Linked DNA regions of Mus musculus: all the other regions are linked to region 3. A link is a contact called in public Hi-C and promoter capture Hi-C data. All regions are on one chromosome and are shown on one strand. Each heading gives the region's core, a stretch centred on a gene start, on an enhancer-like site or on the middle of the called end of the contact. The rest is flanking DNA. Distances are from core to core; before and after follow the strand shown. Region 1 holds the start of Zfp810 (zinc finger protein 810). Region 2 overlaps Anln (anillin, actin binding protein). Region 3 holds the start of 9530077C05Rik (RIKEN cDNA 9530077C05 gene).

Region 1 (4,695 bases), core at 690-3,189, 100 kb before region 3:
CTGGCTGTCCTGGAACTCACTCTGTAGACCAGGCTGGCCTCGAACTCAGAAATCCGCCTGCCTCTGCCTCCCAAGTGCTGGGATTAAAGGCGTGCGCCACCACGCCCGGCTGGTTACCTGATTTTTAATGGAGGTGTTGTAATACAGAAGTAAGACTGCATTGGCAACTTTACAGCTTTATTCTAGTTGAGCTTCAGCTGACAAGACTTCGTCAGACTCCAGAGGAAGGGGTCCTGCAGAGGGGGGGGGGGGGCTTCCTTTCTCTTCCCATTTGCCTTAAGGTTTCTCCTTTCTATCCGGTCTGTCTTTGCCTTCACTCTTCACATCTCCTCAAACCTGAGTCCTCCCTCAGAGCTGATCTTCAGGATCAGATCTCTTTTCAGTTGTCCCATCCTCAAATCCCTTTCCATCAACTCTTTCTCAGATTGAGGCATCCTCTCCCTCAGACCCTTACTTCCTCCCTCAGGCCCTGGCCTCCTCCCTCAGGCTCTGGCCTCCTCCCTCAGATTGTCACCTCCTCTCTCAGGTCCTGGTTTCCACCCTCAGGCCCTCACCTCCTCCCTCAGGCCCTTATTTCCTCCATCACACCCTGCCTTCCTCCATCACACCCTTTCTCAGGCCTACATCCCTCCTACAGACTCCTCAGTTCTTCATTCATCCTCTGAGACTATAGGGGTATTGGCAAACACTGTCTCTCCCATCCCTTTGGGAGTCTCCTTGAGTCTAGTAGACACCAACTTCTGAGTTCTATGACTACCCTGGCTGACCAGTGACAGGCACTGAGGAAGTCATTCATACTTAGAACCATTCCCTGGCCTCAACTTACCATTCAGTAAAGTGTCCAGAGAGCCTCTATCCCATCTCTACTTAGGGTTGAGAGTCGCAGCAAGGAGAGCTATTGGCTCTAGGCTTCATAGAACAGCCAACAGAGAAATGCAAACAGAGGTGGGGAAAGAAAGACGGCCAGGGAAGCAGAGTGCTGGTTCATGTGCTCAGGGAGATCCATCCCTCCCCTCCGCCTGCCAGGCGGCTTTCTGCTTCAAGAGATGCTTGTTGTCACCTCTGCAGAGGTGAGGGGTTTACCTTTCTCTACTTTCTCGGTCCCTAGGTCTTCAATTCTTTTTTTGCCTCTGGGAAGAAACCTGGACACCTAGATTCTCAGCCCAAGGCATTGACATTCCTGTTCTGTGGGGGCTGGGCTGGCGACAGAGCCACTTCCCTAGTATGCATTTCCTAGGCTCCATCACAGAGAACGTAAGGTATTCAGAGAATAGGTAGGTACTCAGATTCCAACCCATGCCCTAGAGAACGGGACCCAAGAAAATACATGCCCTGAGGGGAAAAGGTGAGAAATCAAGGGACTAGCGTCTAAAATCAGTACAGTTAAAAACTAAATACTAAAATCAGTACAGTTAAGAACACCCTTCAGTGCGATCCTGAAATTCAGAAACAAGCCACAGAGCAAGGGGCATACAGGGCTGAAGGTGATGGGGCTGGGTCGTGCAGAGTCGCGGGGCCAGGAAAATCCTGGGGCAACCCTTCACTGGGGCCAGGTAACCTGGGGGGTCGGTTGCTGGCACTGTCCAGCTGACACAAGTCCTTTCAGAACAGCTGGTTGCAAGAATGTGCCGCAAGCCCCAAACCCCGCGGGGGACTTCGGTCCAAGGACCGTGACCTGCGCTCCAGTATCCCAGCCAGGGAGAGCACAGCGGCGGGACTCGAGTCCCCACGCGAGGACCAGGGACGCGACAGGACACTCGGGGGGCCCAGCCCCCACCCCACAGCTGGGGTGCGGAGGGCTCGGGCTTCGGACTCTGCAGCCGCCGGCTCCGCGGGGACGCCGCGCTCACCATGGCGGAGTCGAGACACCCCGCGTCCTCGCTGCGCGGCGCAGACCCGTGCCGGTACCGACAGAGTCCCCCGAACCTGGGACACCGGCTCCAGATCCCAAGATGGTGGTATGCTGTCACGTCAGAGACAAAGGCCGGACCGCCAAAGCCCGCCCCCTTCCCTTTGTCTATGCGCCCGATTGCGCGTTTCTCACCCCGGCGCCTTCGATTGGACAGGGTTTCAGTTCTCATCCGGCTCAGACCTGACTGACAGAAGCTGGCACCAATCCATGAGTGCATAAAGCAAGCCAACTTTATTCCCACCGTTTAAAAATGACAACTTCTCGCTCCGCAGGTATCCTGAGGTATGGCATCCTGTGCAAGAGCCCACCGCCACCTGAACGCTTGCATTTAGCCTTGTACAAAGGGCGGAGATATCGTCCTAGGGTCTGGATCGAGTTCAATCTCCTTTGCCAATTAAAGAAGTGAGACAGGACCAGCACCGCAGGTAGCAACAGGAAAATAATCTGGCCCGACAGTGGTGGCGCACGCCTTTAATCCCAGCACTTGGGAGGCAGAGGCAGGTGGATTTCTGAGTTCGAGGCCAGCCTGGTCTACAGAGTGAGTTCCAGGACAGCCAGGGCTACACAGAGAAACCCTGTCTCAAAAAACCAAACCAAACCAACAAACAAAAAATAAAAAATAGGGCTGGTGAGATGGCTCAGTGGGTAAGAGCACCCGACTGCTCTTCCGAAGGTCCAGAGTTCAAATCCCAGCAACCACATGGTGGCTCACAACCATCCGTAACGAGATCTGACTCCCTCTTCTGGAGTGTCTGAAGACAGCTACAGTGTACTTACATATAATAAATAAATCTTTTAAAAAAAAAAAAATAAATAAATAAATAAATAAATAAAAACCTCAGACACAGTAGGTAGCAGCAACAGGTATCAAATTTTAATAAAAGTTAAAAAGCACCGCCGGGTGGTGGCGGCGCATGTCTTTAATCCTATCACTCAGGAGGCAGAGGCAGGCAGATTTCTCAGTTCGAGGCCAGCTTGGCCTATAGAGTGTTCCAAGAACCAGGGATACACAGAGAGATCCTGTCTCTAAAAAACAAACAAACAAAGCACACAAACATAGCCAGGCACATCCAGACCGAAGCAGAAAAAGGACAACACTTTTTCCCCTTGGGTTTTGAAATATTTTGGAGGCTAACCATGAGTCCCCCTTTCCCTAGTTTAGGATTGGTCAGTTACAAAGAAGAGTATCTGATAGGCCCATAGCTATAGGTAAACAAATCCCTGTCTGGCCTTGAGCATCCAGAAATGGGTCATTGCAGCCAGAGTAGAGGTGGGGGGAGTGGGGGATGGGGTGAGGAAAAAGCCAGAAATTTGCCATTTTTGTTCTTTAAGGTCCCCTTTTCTGTCTGTCTGCCTGTCAGAGATGTGTCTAGTTCCTGATCCCTTGGTTATATCATCTTATGAGTTATTTTTAGGTATATCTTACACAAATGGGAAGTATTCGACCAGCTTTATAAATTCCATGCACATTCTTTCCAACTTTGCTCTTTTGAGGCGAAAGGCTGTGCTTTGAAATGGGCAGCAATCCCCTAAAACCCCAGTGTCTGATACAAATAAAGTGGGGGACAAATTATAAAATGTCTTAAAGTGAGGTTCTCCTCCTTCCCCTGATGGCCTGTCCCCAGCTTTCATATTAGATATGTCCTCAGAAATCTAAATAAAAATGTTGTAATATTCACATAAAGAAATCAAAAGTAATGAAATGGATTATAAAAACAACCATTCAAAAAGCCATGATATGTTTTCATTTCTCATGGTGGGAAAAATTGAAACATATGAATTAATCCCACATGGATACAGATTGCTTCCATTCCTGACTATTTGTAGACATTGTATGCTTTCCAACACTGACAAAATTGGATTTGAAACTTGTTTTTATGAATGCAAATGGCATTACTACAGATGATGTTTATTGGGGATGGGATTTTGCCTTGAAGCAATATAGGCAAACGCAGGGGTGTGCCCTGAATTTGTTTTAAGTTTTGTTGTTGGTTTTTTTTTTTTAATCTATGCAGTATTGTTTTCTACCACACAGAACTGAGATGCTGTAATTGAAAGACCAGGAAAAAATCCTGACCCCCTAGCAAACAGAGTAGAGCCAAGAATGTAAGTTAGCCAGTTCAATGACTCTGTTCCAGGAACTTGACTAACCACAGAACAGATGCTTACACCAACTGGTTCATTGACCCTGTTCCAAGACCTGGCTGACCACAAAAGTTAGATTAAAATCCTGAGAACAATCTTGAGAAGCAGGGAGTTTCGCCTTGTGAGTTTTCACTGGTATTTTCGGTATTTTCCAATGACACACTCCCTACCCCCTTGGGTTGTGTTTTCTTCCTTTAAATACCCCTTCTTCCAGCCACTCGAGGTCAAACTCCTCTATCCATGTGTGGGATATGAGTCTGGTTCCGGTCAATAAACCTCGTGTGATTGCAGCAAGGACATTCTCTCGTGAGTTCTTGGGGGAGTCGCATCATCCGGAGACTTGAGTGAGGGTCTCCCTTCTTCGGGGTCTTTCATAATGAGCAAAGGCATACAGCACATAAAGATGCCACACACTGAGCTTCCTAGATGCCGAAACTCATGCTTCTGATGCTCAAATGTACAGTAAATGCTAATAGGACATTTTAAAACAATACAGACTCAGCCGGGCGTGGTGGCACACGCCTTTAATCCCAGCACTTGGGAGGCAGAGGCAGGCGAATTTCTGAGTTTGAGGCCAGCCTGGTCTACAAAGTGAGTTCCAGGACAGCCAGGGCTACACAGAGAGACCCTGTCTCGAA
Region 2 (4,257 bases), core at 1,621-4,120, 65 kb before region 3:
GCTTCATGCTAAGCCATCTTGCCTGCCCCTTGAATACAGTGTTTCGGCTCTTTGAGTATACATAGCATGACCAGTCAGTCTCAGACATTCTTATGGCCTCTTACATCCTCCTGTGTCAATCTCCAGGGAAATGTGGCTACTTTCTATTGCTGTAGACTAGCTTTTGTGTACATAATTTTCATAAGAAAAACAAGTTTGTTTGAAAGGGAAGAAATTTAAACACATAAGAAATATTCTTAACAGGTTACAACGACACAGTTTATGGTGTTTGATACTTACAACTGTGCTATGCAATAAGCAGAGACCATACTTGGAATTCTCATCTTTCTTAGGCTAACAAGTGAGTCTCTTGTTGCTGGGCAGCCCTTCCTATCACAGCTCCATATAGGTCACAAATAGGCAGCTATTACTTTTCAGTATCTCATGCCTTTAGCAGGTTTTTACTTGTTAAAAGATTCAGCAAAGTCCACAAGCTATCTATTACTTTTCCTAAACAACAGGATTTATGTTACACAAGTCTGACCAAGCACAGGCTAATGTAAGTGTCCTGGCTGTGTTTATGGGAGGGATAAGCCATGTTCAACAGCTTTCGGTATCTGAAGTGAATTTTCAACTTATAATGAGATGATCAGAATATGAACTCATTTCAAGTTAAGAAGCATCTATTTACAACACACACAAACACACTGCTAAAAGAGGGATTCAGAACCAATGGACTCAAAATTTCCCCATGACTCTCTGGCTGGTGGAGGCAAAGGCTAATGGCTGACAATAAGCGCACTGCCTCCTCAAAGGGGATTTCAGAAAATTTATCTCACAAATTAACATACACATATTTCTAGGTACATTTCTTTTTTATAATCTCTGCCACATACACACACACACACAGGCTATCTACACACACACACACATACACACACACACACACACACACACACACACACACACACACACACAGAGGCTATCTTCTCCAGATAGGCAAAGCTTTAAATAACCCTATATTTCCCTTGGTAAATTCCTGTTCCTAACTGTCCTTGAATAAAGGAAAGGTAAGGCTTTATGGACCTACATGGCACTAACAATACTTCCCTTCAACACTATATTTTTATCCCAGGAGAACAGGGATGTGACAATAACCACCCTCTAGGTCATATACTCATTTTAAAGACTGCCTGAAACACACCTAACACAGAGCTCAGTTCTTGTGCCATTTTATTTACTTGGGGCAGATTTCTAAAACTCTGGAGTCCAGGAGTCAGTCAGCCTGACAGAAGACAGAAACAGGACTAGAGGTACCAGCGCAGCAGTGCTGAGCTCAACCTAGAGGCTCTGTTTAACCTCTGTGAAGAAGGGGTGCGTTTGCCTCTATGCAAACTGTGTCCCATTACTCACAAGGTAGTGACTGCTCTCAACCATGGCTGATATAATAATCAGGGACAGATACATCCCCAAAAAACTATTACCAGATTCTGTCTACTAACTTTATTTCACCAAGTTTGAAAGATTTGTACAATTAAGTGCCTAGGATTCTATTTCTAATTTAGAGATTAAAAACTTACAAAAGGGGCTGGAGAGATGGCTCAGTGGTTAAGAGCACCAACTGCTCTTCCAAAGACCCTGAGTTCAAATCCCAGCACCCACCTGGTGGCTCACAGCCATCCGTAATGAGATCGAGATTGGATGCCCTCGTCTGGGGTGTCTGAAAACAACCACAGTGTATTTACATTAAATAAATAAATAAACAAATAAATCTTTTTAAAAACTTACAAAAGGCCTCATTTCTTTAAAAACAAAAAACAACAACAAAAAAATTGGGTAAACTTAACAAAAACAAACAAAACAAAACAAACTTAACTTCTGTTTGCAGCAGACAGAGACCATTATGGCAGACTACAACCAACCAAAACAGAGCTGTGGAGTCCTGTCCCAGGAGGTTCCTCTATAACCCAACTCCCTGGCCTACAGTTCAGACTACTCTGAGGAAGAGGGAGCAGGAGGACTGAGAGTCAGAGATCAGAGAGCATGGCTAACATGTGTCTCCTAGGAATGTCAGAAGCTGCCATTAATGTCAGAGGCCATGAATTTGAAAGAGGGCAAGAATGGGCGTTTGGGCCGGGCGTGGTGGCGCACGCCTTTAATCCCAGCACTAGGGAGGCAGAGGCAGGTGGATTTCTGAGTTCGAGGCCAGCCTGGTCTACAAAGTGAGTTCCAGGACAGCCAGGGCTATACAGAGAAACCCTGTCTCCCAAAAACAAAACAAAACAAAACAAAAAAAAAAAAAGAATGGGCGTTTGGAAGAGTTTGAAGGGAGAAAGGAGAGGGGGAAATTACATAATTATAATTTCAAAGTTAAAGAAAAAAGATGGGGCTGTAGCAATGGCTCAGCGGTTAAGAGCACTGACTGCTCTTCCAGAGGTCCGGAATTCAATCTACAAACCACATGGTGGCTCACAACCATCTGTAATGGAATCCGATGCCCTCTCTGGTGTGTCTGGAGAGAGTTACAGTGTACTCACATACATAACATAAATAAATAAATCTCAAAAAAAAAAAGAAAAGACATCAAACAAATGTTTCCTATGTCTGGACTAAGATAATGTGAAGACAGCCAAGCACTTGGAAAGCAGTACGTGTCTAGTACTAAGCTCCAGGAAGACCTCAGCCTCTGCCAGGCACCGCTTTTCCCCTGTGCAAGGTGCAGGGGGCTGTCCTGCCTGTCAGGTAAGTGGCATCCTGCCCACCAGGCTTCCCTACCAGGATCTCATGAGCAAATGTTAGCTGCAAACGGGCTGGAGACCAGAGGGCCCAGCTCAGTCTCAAGGTACCTGAAACAAAAACTGAACCCAAACAACCCAGGAGGCCGAGACAGAAGATCGCAACACATTTGTGGTCAGCTTAGAACACACAAGAGACCTCAAAAAAGAAAGTCAAGTCTATAACAATAGAGATCAGAGATAAATGGAACAGTTTGCCAGGAAGTTTAATATATGCTGCAAAAGCTGACAAAATCAGTGAGGGGCACCTGACCATGCAGGAGTCCCTCAGTTTGAATCTCAAGACCCCATACACAACACACACTCTCTATCTCAGAAAAAAAAAAAAAAAAACAAACCAAAAAACCAAAAAACCAAAAAAAAAAAAACCATAAAACTGAAACTATATTGTTCCTACCAATTAAGTTTAGGAGTTGATATTTTCTTGCAAATTAAAGCATGGTGACTAGTATGGAAATACTTATTTATATAAGATTTCAAAAATTAAGAAAGGGCCAGGCAGTGGTGGCATCTGCCTTTAATCCCAGCACTCAGGAGGCAGAGGCATGTAGATCTCTGTGAGTTGGAGGCCAGCCTAGTCTACAGGGTGAGTCCAGGGCAGTCAGGGCTACACACAAAATCCCTGTTATGAAAAACAAAAACAAGAAACCAAATTCAAAACATGTCAAATCTTCCTTACTAACACACAGAATAAAAGGCTCCTGCCCTAATCTGTTCTGCCCGAGTCTTTCTAAGGCCATCTACACTTCATTGATTACTATTAAGAGATATCCAGGATGAATGAACAATGCAAGTCACCACACCCTGGCACAGGTTAGCATAAAAAGGCAGAAATAATTACACGGACAAAAAGGCATAAATTGAATTTCTTTACAGATAAGAATGCCTGATTGGTCAGATGTCTTGCTTGGCATATGGCTTAGATTCCAGCACTTGGGAGGCAGAGGCAGGAGGATCACTATGAGTTCAAGACAAGCTCAAGGCAAACAGTGTCGACCAAGAATACCCAGGCAGCCAGAGCTACACAGTAAGAACTGTCTAAGGAGAAAGAGTGCCCAGTCACTCTGGCTCCAACGTCAAAGCCCTCTAAGTCTATACTTGTTTTATTTCATTACTGTTTTCTCTAAAAAATATTAAGTGACATTACCGTTTCCTAAAGAAAACCTCTCCACACACCTCAGTGGTTCTTTCAAGCCAGTTGAGCTCTTCCCACTAAAGTATAAAGCTGGATGTCGCACTGGCATAAAGAGCGTAGTAAAGTCTGCAACTGGCTGGGATTCATGATTTAGGCTCCGGGATTCAGCTTTTAATTTAGGTATCAGCTCATTTAACATGGAAATCTCCTACTTGTGGTTCTAGGGCATCTAACTCCCCCCTTTTGGCTTCTGCAGGAACCAGGTACATACATGGTGCATATACATACATGCAGCCAAAATACTCATAGCCACAAGAACAATCTTTTTTTTGTCTTGCTTTGTTTTTT
Region 3 (4,480 bases), core at 1,322-3,821:
GAGCAGAGCTAAGTCATAAAGAACCTCCCGGGTAGCTCATGAGCAGGGTGGCATGATCCCGTGGCAGCAAGATCCCTCTGGCCACTGGGTTTTGAAAACAGATTTGAGTCATGGTGAGACTACAGGATCATCCAGGACTCAGCTTCAGAAACTGAGGGTTGAGACGCCAGATGGGGTCATGTAACTGAATGTGGGGGTTGGGAAAATTTCTGTCAACAGTAAAACATTTCAGGCCAAAACACTGATTCCGAATCAAATGTATTGAATCCCTCTGGAGCATTTTGGGCAGTACTCACCGGCACTGCAGCAAGTGATGTCACTGCAGCTTTGGCTCTGAACACAAAATATGTATTTTCTATTGTATATGGTGTCACCCATCAACACTAGTGAAAGTGAATGCTACCTGAAACACCTGAGCTTGAATTCTACACGATTTGATGTTAAGAGTGGCAGTGCTTATATAAGGTTTTCTGCTCTTATGGAAACATAACGTGATGGATTAATTATGGAGACAAAGGCTTTTAGTATTTTTCCACCGCCACTCCCCGGCACGTAAGTACCTAATATATCTTATGAGTGTACTGGTTTAGAATGTTTTGCTTTAAACGTTGGCATTTGAAGGGCTGAGGGCTGGCTCAGTAGTTAAAGGCACTTGCTGCTCTTGCAGAGGACCTGGGTTCATTTTGCAGCGCCCACGCAGTGCCTCACAGCTATCCATAATCCCAGTTTTGAGGACTCTGACGCCCTCTTCTGGCCTCTATGGGCACTAGGCACACACATGGAACACATGAAAGGAAACACTCTACCCACAAATAATTTTTTAAAGACCACATTAAATTTTTAAAATAATCTTTAAGAACAATTTTTTAAAAGCTGTGTGAGGTTGTATACTCCTGTAATCCCAGCACTTAAGTGGCTGAGGAGAGAGGAGGGTCAGGAGTTCAAAGTTCTCCTCAGCTGTGTAGTGAGTACTAGGTCAGCCTACATGAAGCTTGTGTCCCTGCCAAAGGATGTGCTGATTCCAGTTTTCTTTCTTGATTGAAATGAACCTTGTCTTGGGATTAGGACAGAATTTCCAACATTCTGAAAATCACTAAGCATACTTCTGTGAGTTTATCCTGTGAGCTTATGTAAAATGGTACTCTCAGCATTGACAACTATAAAAGTGAAAGAGAAAAATCACCTCTGAAAAATGTGGAAGATGCAGGCTGGTGAGATGGCTCAGCAGTAAAGGCACCTACCACCAAGCTGACGACCTGAGTTCCATTCCCAGAACCCATTTGGTGGAAGGAGAGAACTGACTCCTGCAAGTTGTCCTCTGACCTCCACACATAAATCAAGGCATACAAGTGCTTACACACACACACACACACACACACACACACACACGCACAGAACTGTGTTGAAGATACTCTGTGCCCTGCATTATTAAATATTCAGCTGAGATTATTTATGTAAAAATAAACAAGCACATCCATCTCAGTGTGAAATTAGCTTTCATATTCTAAAATGGTAAAATTCTATATATACAAATAATAGATTTAAAGTAAATTTATGATTTAATTATTCACTATCAACTTCTCCCTCTCAAAACCCCTTTATGCAACCTCAGATATATACATAATATAATATAGATATAATATAGGGTGGCTTCAAGCTTATAGAGGAATTGGAACATCTTGATCCTCCTGCTTCTACCTCCTGAATGCTGGAATTAGAGATGTGTACCACCAGGCCAGGTTTGTATAGTACTGGGGATTAAATTCAGGGGTCTCTGAATGCTAAAGAGAGCCCTTCACCATCTGAGCTACACCCACAGTCTGTTTCCTTTTTCAATTCAGTTTAAAAAAAATTGTGTGTATTTCATGAGTGTTTGCGAGTATGGGCCTGGGGAGAGCCAGAGGGATGGGGTGCTCTCGAAGTGGAGTTACATGTAGTTGTGAGCTGCCATGAGGAAACAAACCCAAGTCCTCTGTAAAGTAGTCAGTGTTCTTAACTGCTGAGCCATTTCTCCAGATCTCCTTTTTAAATTAAATATTGCATTTATTTATTTTATTCTTTTTTTTTTTTTAGACATTCTTGTATAGTCAAGATGGTCTCAAAATTCACTATATAGCAATGATGGTCTTGAACCCCTGATCATCTTTGCTGCACATCTCAAGTGTTTGGATAACAGGAGTGTGCCACCATACCTGGCCATTTTTTTCTTCTAAAATCGCCCTATTTATTTCATACCATGTAAATTAGCTGGAAGGTCAGGGGTCTGAATTTGCTCTGGTCAACTAAAACTCAGAATTATTACACCATTTCTATTTCCCTCTACCATCATGAAATGAAGCCCTTTGAGCCTCATACAGATCCCGACCTCCCCACACAAACACCCCAGCCTCTGCGGACCAGCTCCTTGCACGGGTCCGCGTTGTGCACGCTGGGAGTTGTAGTTCGCTTCCCTTCTCTCCCTACGAGCAGGGTGTCAGTCGCAGGAGCGCCTCCAGCGGCGAGCATGTTTGGTGGCGTGGAGTGCGGGAAGAAGGCAGGATCGTCTCCTAGCAACGGGGTTGCAGCGACGTCACCGTGGCGGGTTCTTAGCTCTGAGACTAGGTGGAACCGCCAGAGCGCTTTCCAGCCTCTGGGTAAGACGTGGTCCTCCACCTTGCGCTGCCAGTCCTGCCCCATCTGGTCTCGAGCTGCCTTACGGGAGTTTTCGTCGGTGCGGCCCGCCGGCCTTGGCCTTGGCCTTGGCGGGACGATGCTGGAGTCTATTCGCGTAACGGGTGAGTGTAGGCACTGCTGGCCCAAGTGGCGCGGCTGCAGCGGGTGGAGACCGTTGGGTCTGGGACTCGGAAGACCAGGTGCAGTCGCACAGCCCTAGCCCAGCAGAGGTGAGGGGCAAGAGCTGTGCAATCTAGAGAGTGTAGAGTCCAATACGATTCCAGAGCATTTTAGGTGTGTAGTAAGGTGTTATATTTTCTAGAATGTTCAGAAAAAAAAAAAATCAGCTGTGAAAACACATCTCTACATTTCAGTGTATGTTGTGTATTTTTGTTTGCATTTATTAGCAAACATTTTGAATTGATGTTATTAATAAGAGCAGGTGTTTAGATCCAAGGTTGGAAAGTTTGTCTTTCATTTTTGAATAGATATGCATATTAGCCCTATTTAAATCTTTAATAATATTAAACAGTTCCAGAGTCATTTTCCTAGCATTTGATTCTGCATGAAAACATTTCTGCAGGACAGATACCAAAACAACGGAATAAAGGGAAATAGCTAATTCCCACAGTAGAGTCAAAAATAAGCCTAGAACTTTTAGCTTCAGGCTATTGCAGTACCCAGTAGACCAATTTTCCAAATTAGTTGTTTTGAACCCCTGACCCTCCTGCCTCAGTCTCCCCAGTGCTAAGATATGGACATCAATAGCTAAAACCATTCTTTAAGTTAGCATACAAAGTAAGAGGTTTCATTATGGTACTTTGAAACTCCTTTCATTATATGTTATTGCAGAACTTTTTAAACTGAAAAACTAAATTATTTTTAAGTGAAACTACTTTCTCATCTTAATTTTTTTACACTGTTTGCTGTTCAGTGTTATAAAACACAGAACCTACTGTTGTGCGATTGCGATAACCTACAGACTATTCCACTGTTATGTTGACAGGAGACATGCAGTTATAAAAGCCAAGATCTTAGAGGCCACTTAAATTGGCATTAGGCTTTTTAAAATTGTGATTTGATGTAGATATAACTCTTTCACCTTAAAACACATTATCAGAGGCAGACGCAGGTGAGCTTAGTCAGCCTGGTCTACAGAAGTTCCAGACCAGCCACTGATACCCTGTCTCTAAAAACAAACAAACAAAACTCCCAAAACAATACAATGTCAAAACGTTGCTTTAAAACATCAAGCCTGGCAGAAGAGTGGCAAATATGAGGATGACTCAGTGGTCCGTGTGCATGCAGCTGCGTAGTCGGGCTGATGGGATACTTGCTTACTAGAGACCAGGATCGAACAGGAGATGCCAGAAAGAAATGCATTCTTATGTACACTAACAAAGGTAATGAAAACTTCCGGTCCGTTTTATGATATAGAACAAGGCCTCTCAGCCACAGCAGTTTAATATTGAAGGAGTTAATTCTTTATTGTGAGCGACTGTTTTAACACACAGAGAATTGTGACAACCAAAAATGCCCTGTGGGTGGCAAAATACTCTCCCTATCATCCAGTTAAAATCATTGCCTGCAAGACAATAGATTCTGTTGCCACGTGAGTCACTGGGTTTAGAAACTACACCAATTAAAATTATTTTCCCCCAAACTGAAAGTCATTGTGGTGAGAGAATGATTAAAATATTAGTATGGCATATGATTAAAATATAGTATTAGGAAACAGATATGTTGAGAGTCTGCAGTACAGACTGTATTCCTATAGAGCCAGGGGTTTGCAGATGGATTCTTTTTAAACTGAACACCTACTCTTGTT

Evidence for each region. A called contact is a pair of places that touch in the nucleus more often than the background predicts. Capture Hi-C pulls out chosen DNA fragments and counts their contacts.
Region 1: a promoter capture Hi-C map of liver shows a contact between it and region 3. The contact joins the promoter of Zfp810 here to the promoter of 9530077C05Rik in region 3. A contact is called at or near these places in 1 of 39 promoter capture datasets (neural stem cells), 12 of 484 Hi-C or Micro-C datasets (CD4 T cells, CD8 T cells, cerebral cortex and 5 more), 7 of 115 datasets of contacts at active chromatin or transcription factors (the SCID.adh cell line, bone marrow-derived macrophages, embryonic stem cells and 2 more) and 4 of 9 other capture datasets (adipose tissue, embryonic stem cells, liver and 1 more).
Region 2: a contact with region 3 is called in a Hi-C map of CD8 T cells, with 2.7 times the contacts expected there. The contact joins the enhancer-like site here to the promoter of 9530077C05Rik in region 3. A contact is called at or near these places in 4 of 484 Hi-C or Micro-C datasets (CD8 T cells, forebrain, nephron progenitors and 1 more), 1 of 115 datasets of contacts at active chromatin or transcription factors (embryonic stem cells) and 3 of 9 other capture datasets (adipose tissue, liver and pancreatic islet).

Annotation. Positions count from the first base shown.
Region 1 is chr9:22,305,699-22,310,393 of GRCm38.p6, forward strand. It overlaps Zfp810 (zinc finger protein 810), which reads right to left and starts at 1,940. Exons shown (of 8, transcript NM_145612.2): 1 at 1,851-1,940.
Region 2 is chr9:22,343,806-22,348,062 of GRCm38.p6, forward strand. The region is part of intron 20 of Anln (anillin, actin binding protein); the gene reads right to left. Among named protein-coding and RNA genes, the nearest start is that of Zfp810, 38 kb to the left of the region's middle. Within about 2 kb of position 2,871, at least 12 of the 459 cell types and tissues checked have an H3K27ac peak or open chromatin away from gene starts, as enhancers often do. A contact at or near this core is called in CD8 T cells, where this site is marked.
Region 3 is chr9:22,408,976-22,413,455 of GRCm38.p6, forward strand. It overlaps 9530077C05Rik (RIKEN cDNA 9530077C05 gene), which reads left to right and starts at 2,572. Exons shown (of 7, transcript NM_026739.3): 1 at 2,572-2,774. The coding sequence starts at 2,750.